Regions from separate parts of the Ovis aries genome. Here region 2 is linked to region 1. Evidence: chromatin contacts called from public Hi-C data. All regions are on one chromosome and are shown on one strand. Each heading gives the region's core, a stretch centred on a gene start, on an enhancer-like site or on the middle of the called end of the contact. The rest is flanking DNA. Distances are from core to core; before and after follow the strand shown.

Region 1 (3,023 bases), core at 322-2,821:
CCTGTCCTGCCATCCTGGCTTGAACACAGCGAGGCGAGGAGTATCATTCCTCACTGGGTGGATGAGAAATCCAGGGCTGGGCGTGAGTGGGGGCCCTGGCCCATGTTTCTCAGGGCAGTACTGACTCACCAGACACCCCAGTTCTGTAGCTTAATTTCAGAAAGCTAATTTTTGCTTAGAAAACATTCATCGCCGAGTTCCTGGTGGGTGAGTGACCCTGTCTGTGGTCATGCGGGCCCCTGGTCCCGGCACCATTTTGCCCCTGGAGGCCATGAAGTCTTCCCATTCAGCCAGAGAAAGAGGAGGGAGGAGGCCTCCAGAGCCAGGCTGCCAGGGGCCCCGGGCTCATCCGTGCCCTCCCCGGGCAGAATCAGCCACGTGGCCATGCCCACCGGGAGTGGTTGGGGGCAGGGGTGGTGGGCGGCAGAGTCCTGGGCTCAGCAAACCTGGCCAGACCGTTAGGGCCCCCACCAACTTCTGTCAGCCAGACTCCAAGCTGTGCTTTCTCTCGGACTTAAGGTTTCTGAAAACCAGGGGCCTCGCCCACAGAGTGGGGACCATTCCAGAATGAAAAAGAAGATCACTGTGGAAGGGGCGTGACGAGAAAGGGCTGTGGCTGCTCCATCCTTCGCCCTGGGGACCAGGATCCTCACCAGACAAGAGCCGCCTCCCTCCTGCTGCCCCCACCCTGCCCCCTGCAGGAGCAGGCGTCTGACCTCACGCTAGCCAGGCCGTTTGGTGAGGTGTCCTCTGAAATCCAGGGCAGAACCGGAGGTGGCAGCAAATGAAAAGCGAGTTTTACTAACTGAGCAGGAAAACCTGGAACAGAGAAAAGAATATAAAGTTCCCTTCGGCAAGTGAGCAGCCAGCAACTGTAACACAGCTTCAAGGCTGCAGCTTTCAGAAACCAAACCCCTCAGTGGCCGGTGGCCGGGAATGCCTTCCTTTGTTGTCGGAGTCCCAGAAATGCTGGGGTTCCTTTCACACCCACGTGCAAAGGCTCGGGATCGGCCAGCTCTCCAAGAGGATCCTGGAAGCAGCCGTTGTAGGTTCCATATTTCTGTTTCTCTCCCTTTCTTCAATTTACCCCAAAAAGAAAAGCAAAGCATGGGAGTGGCTTGACTGACGGAAGCAGGGTAAGTGGCTGCTCTGGGTTATCACTCATATCCCAGTGAACTTGGAGAGAACAGGTCGTTTCCCGGAGCCCCAGGGATGGTTCCCCAGCTTTGTGGGCTGCAGGGGAAGCCACGCTCCCCTGCCTCCTGGCTGGGCCCCGGGAGGCTATGGAGGACGAGGCGGGTGCGGGTGAGCAGCTTCAAGACCCCCAGGTCAGACTCCAGTGTCTCCATGAGGCTCAAATCCAGCACGAGGCTCTTGAGTGCAGAGTCATTGCTGAGGCATCGGCGGTGGGAAATAAAGGAAGGGCCCGCAGGCCACAGGCCATGCTCTGGCCTTGAGTTCGCCCACTTGGCATTGAGAACCCAGAGAAAAGAGACTCTAAAGGCAGAGCCTGTATGGCTGGAGGCCAGCCAGGGACAGCCAGGAAGCCTCTGGCCTGGGGTCAGGGACACACAATTCCCTGCCCAGCGAAGGGCCTGAGCCTGGGGCAGTTCCCTCAGGCGCAGTGATCATGGCTCTAATCCCGTGCTTGGCTCAAAAGTCATCATTATTTCAGACTCAGCAAGCCTGGACTCAGCTTATTAACACGGCATTTTGGTTGCGAGAGGCAGAGTCCAGAAGCCATCTGTAAGCTATGGTTTCAGGGCCAGCAGAAAATTCCCCACTTGTCCCTGACTCTTTCTCTGTTACAGTTTATGAAATCTCCCCCCAGACACAGATTATCCTAAGGGCTTTAACTGGCTTCCAAGATGGCATGGTTGGTAGAGAATCCGCCTGCCAGTGCAGGAGACTCAACAGACTTGGGTTCGATCCCCGGGTCGGGAAGATCTGCCGGAGAAGGGACTGGCAACCCACTCCTGTATTCTTGCCGGAGAATCCCATGGACAGAGGAGCCTGGCAGGCTACAGTCCCTGGGATTGCTAAGAGTTGGACGTGACTGAACAACTTAGCACTCACGCTCCCAGTTAGACAGGACTCTGAGTGTGTGTGAGAGTGTTTCCGGATGAGATTAGCATTCGAATAGGTGGACTCAGTAAAGCCCTGGGCCCCGCCCTTTGTGAGTGGGCAGCGTCCAGTCAGCTGGGACCCCAATAGGACAAAAGGTGCGGGGAGGAGGATCCCCCATTTCTCCTGCTCACTGACACGCTGGCCTGGCTTGTTCAGCCTCTCCTGCCCCCGGCTGGGGTTTACACCTTCCGCTCTGCTGGTTCTCAGACTCTCAGACCAAACTGCCTTGCACCACCTTCTGGTCTCAGCTGGCAGACAGCACGTGGGGGGCTTCTCAGCCTCTGTAACCATGTGGACCACTTCCTTTCACTGTGTATGTGTATGCAAATAGGTATGTATGTCTATGTGTGTATGCGTGTGTATGCATGTGTGTATACGTGTGTATGTATATATGTATATGCACATGGATACACACACACACATATATAAATATATCTCAGTATGTATCTCTGAGTCAGTCGGTGAGGAACCTGGAAGCCGTCTGAAGGCTGGCCTTCCGCGGCGGCATCTCCCGCGGCATCCACACTTCGCGCACAGCCTCCTGCAGGGGTGCTGGCTGCCTTCAAGACACAGTGCTGGCTCGTCCCTAGTGAGGCTTCCCAGGGAGCCTGAGGAGCCACCTGCCTTGGTGACCTGCAGGGGAGTGATATGAGTCACGTCCACCATACTCCACCTGTGGAAAGCGAATCACAGTGTCCAGCTCACACCAAGAGGAGCGAACGTGCTTTAAAATAGCGCCTTTCTTGAAAACCCTGCTATAGAATATTTTTTTCATTCTCAGTGTAATTACCTTTCAGGGAAAAGTTGAGCGAGACCTGGCTATCGCGTGTGAGTTCAAGCAGTAGGCTTCTTGCTATTTCATTGATAAACCAGGTTAGGGGATTAGGAACTAGACC
Region 2 (3,023 bases), core at 350-2,849, 390 kb after region 1:
CACTGTGAACCCTGCGGGTATTTTCTGCCAAACCGTGGCCATGGGGAGGGTCGTGGAATGCAAGCTAGGTGGAGACACAGCCGGCCTAGTCACTTACTGGTTAGAAAAGTCCTGGTTCTGCAAATTTTTCCAAATGGCGTGACCACAGGAACATGCCAGCGGGGCCCAAGGCCCAGCCCTGCCGGCCTGGCAGTCAGCCCGCCTGCCCCGCCTGCTGGCCCTGGGGAGTCTGCCCCGCAGGAGCCCTGGGTGGGTGGTGGCTGCCCCCAGAGCCCCCTGAGCACAGCTGGGGGACGCCTCCCGGTTCTCCCCTGGGGCGGCACCTTGGGGAGCCGAGTCCCCTGGGGAAATGGGCGGGAATCGTCAGCATGCAGGTTCCCCGGCCCCAGCAGCTGGTGGCTGGCCCGGGAGTGAGCCCTGAGCAAGCCCTAGGGTTTCTCGTGATGACCCACTATTGTGCCCTCTGCCTCCATCAGAAGCAAGCTGGCAGTGCTGGGGGAGCTGCGGTCACGTCCAGCCTGTACTTGCTGAGCCATCTGCCCAGGCTTCAGGGTCCAGAGGGAACCTGGGGGCTTCCCTGTCCCTCCTGACAAGTGTGGAGGGAGGCATGTGAGGGAGGGCCCTCGCCACAGCCCTGGGGCCCGCACAGCCCTCGGGTGGCAGTGTCGGCCCACCCGCAGCCCTGATGGCTTTCTGGGAAGACCACAGCCCGTCCACCACTCACAGCTGTCTTCCTGGGTCTCTCCAGTACCTGCTTTGCCTGAAAGGCCTTTGCTCTAATTTAGGCAAAATGAAAGGACGATTTTTCTGATGTCCTAAAGAACCCTCCTCCTCCTGCTCCAGCCCTGGCCTTCTGCTGCCCCCTCGTGGGCAGAGACGGAGGGAGGCCGCCGGGGGAGGGGCTGGCGACCACAGCGAGGCCCCTCCCTGCCTTCAGCCATCCTGTATTTGCCCAACCACCACTCAGCCTGCTGCTGAGTGGACATTGGGCAGTTTTCTGCGTCTCCACAAGGCCCAGAGGGAGCACAGAAATAGGAACGGAGCTCTGGTGGTTTCCGGGTCAGCAGCGGTGCCTCCGTCTGCGAGGGCACAGGGTGCTGGGCCGGCCTCCCTGGGCCCTGGAGCCGGCCACCCTGCGCCAGGCTGGGTTGGGTCAGGGTAACAGAAGGGCAGGCTGGATGCGCTGTCCCCCAACAGGCCCCGCCCCTCCGCCCAGACACGCCCCCTACAAGGCAGCCCCGCCCCCAGGGCCACCGCGCCCTGTGCTGGCCACCCCACTCCACGCGCCAGGGCGGGAGCTCTAAAGGGGCGTCCCTCCTCTGCTCCGTGTCCACTCATCACATGTGCTTGCGTTCGTGTGCACACGCGGGCACACCTAGGGGTGTGTGTGGATCCCGGCCCCAACCTGACGCTCAGCCCTGCCCGAGAGCAAAGCAGTTCATCGGGCTGGCTCTCGCTCCCAGGAGCTCCTTTAAAGGAAATAAGATAATCGTGCCCTGGATCAGGGCAGACGTGGCCTCGTGTCCTACCATAAGGACCGTCCCAGTGTGACCTCGGGAATTCTCAGAGAAGCGGGGCTGTGCCCCCACCTGAGGGCTCTGGGTGCCCCGCCCCATCCTCCAGGCCCTGCCTCACCGGCCTCGTCACCTGCTCGTGTGGCCACAGGCTGGGTGTCCTTGGGAGCCCTGTTTGCAGGAGCCCAGCCAGGCATGTGGGCACCTGCTGCTCCCAGGACTGACGGGCAGCCCCGGAGGTCCAGCTCCACCATAGTGGACCCTGACCGTGCTGCGCGCTGGGAGGGCTGCCCCTGTGTGCCACCTCCCCGGGGTGCACCTGACCTCCTGGGTGACCCTGGCCTAGGGGAGAGGCTGCCCTGACTGGCCCAGCCATCCTGCTGGCCAGCCCCTTCAGCAACCACAGACCACAGGTGAGGGTGGGTTTCTTGTCACACTTCTTCAAAAAAGGAAATAGATCAACGTGAGCTCCAATGTCGAGGGCTGGCCTTCCTGCCAAGCTCCTCCCGCCACACAGAGTCGGTTCCTCACAGGGTGAAGACCAGGAACCTTCACCAGGGCAACTGGGCACTGGTGTGGCCGCGCCTCCCTGCCCACCCAGCACGGGCCGTCCAGGTGCAGACACGGGCCAGCATCCAGCTCTTTATTTGTGCCCGGTGTGTGCGCAAACAAGACCCTTTTCACAGAAAGGACCCAGAGGCCCAGTTAAGACTGGGCTGCACCCTCTGCCCCCTGGGCTCAGGTTCCATCCTGACTTGGGGGGACGGTGCCATCTCGGGCACAGCGCTTGGAACCGCACGGGTCAGTGCAACCAAAGAGGGCGGAGGGTGCAAGGGGGAGGCCGGAGGACCTGCAGTGGGTTAAGCCACACTGCCCGCACCCAGGTGCCTGTCACCTGCCTCAGGCTGGCATTGCCGTGGAGTCCCACCTGTCCACAGCGGCACCCCCAGAGCCTCTGGAAGGGAGGCAGGGGCCCATCTGGGGTCAGGAGGCAGGTAAGACGTGCTCCAGAACGTCTGGGAAGATAGAACGGCAGCGCGAGGCCGGCCCCTGCCCCAGCTGGGCCTTCAGGTGGATGGCTTCACGAAGGGCCCACACACGCAGGGCCCTCGGGGTGGAATGGCGGGGGCCGTGTCTCAGCCCGGGGGCAGCGCCCTGACTCTGACGGGGACAGCACACCTACAGCCTGCCTTCCCGGCGCCCCTCACCCGGTGGGCCCAACCAGGCAGGGCCCTGGGCTTCACCCACCTCTCAGTCACCCACAGTGAGCCTCCAGCGAGGGTCAGGCTCTCAGCGTGCTTTTCCAGAAATCCCTGTGAAACTCTACTCAGCATTCAGCCACCGGTGGATGCCAAGTGAAGAGGTGGTGAAGCTCAGAGAGGTCTCGCTCCATCTCCCCCCACCTCCCGTCCGGCCTCCTGATGCAGGGAGGGGGCGGTGGCCACAAACGGGCCCTGGGGTGGTGGTAACCGGGGCTGACCCGACCAGACACCAGGGCTGCCTGACATC

Evidence for each region. Hi-C and Micro-C count contacts between places; a contact is called where the count stands out from the background.
Region 2: a Hi-C map of liver shows a contact between it and region 1, with 5 times the contacts expected there. The contact joins two enhancer-like sites. A contact is called at or near these places in 3 of 16 Hi-C or Micro-C datasets (hypothalamus, liver and tail adipose tissue).

The regions. Positions count from the first base shown.
Region 1 is chr8:89,738,915-89,741,937 of ARS-UI_Ramb_v3.0, forward strand. No RefSeq gene overlaps it. Among named protein-coding and RNA genes, the nearest start is that of UNC93A, 15 kb to the left of the region's middle. Within about 2 kb of position 1,572, at least 6 of the 54 cell types and tissues checked have an H3K27ac peak or open chromatin away from gene starts, as enhancers often do. A contact at or near this core is called in liver, where this site is marked.
Region 2 is chr8:90,129,047-90,132,069 of ARS-UI_Ramb_v3.0, forward strand. FRMD1 (FERM domain containing 1) reads right to left here. Exons shown (of 14, transcript XM_042253741.2): 14 at 2,144-3,023. Among named protein-coding and RNA genes, the nearest start is that of FRMD1, 26 kb to the right of the region's middle. Within about 2 kb of position 1,600, at least 18 of the 54 cell types and tissues checked have an H3K27ac peak or open chromatin away from gene starts, as enhancers often do. A contact at or near this core is called in liver, where this site is marked.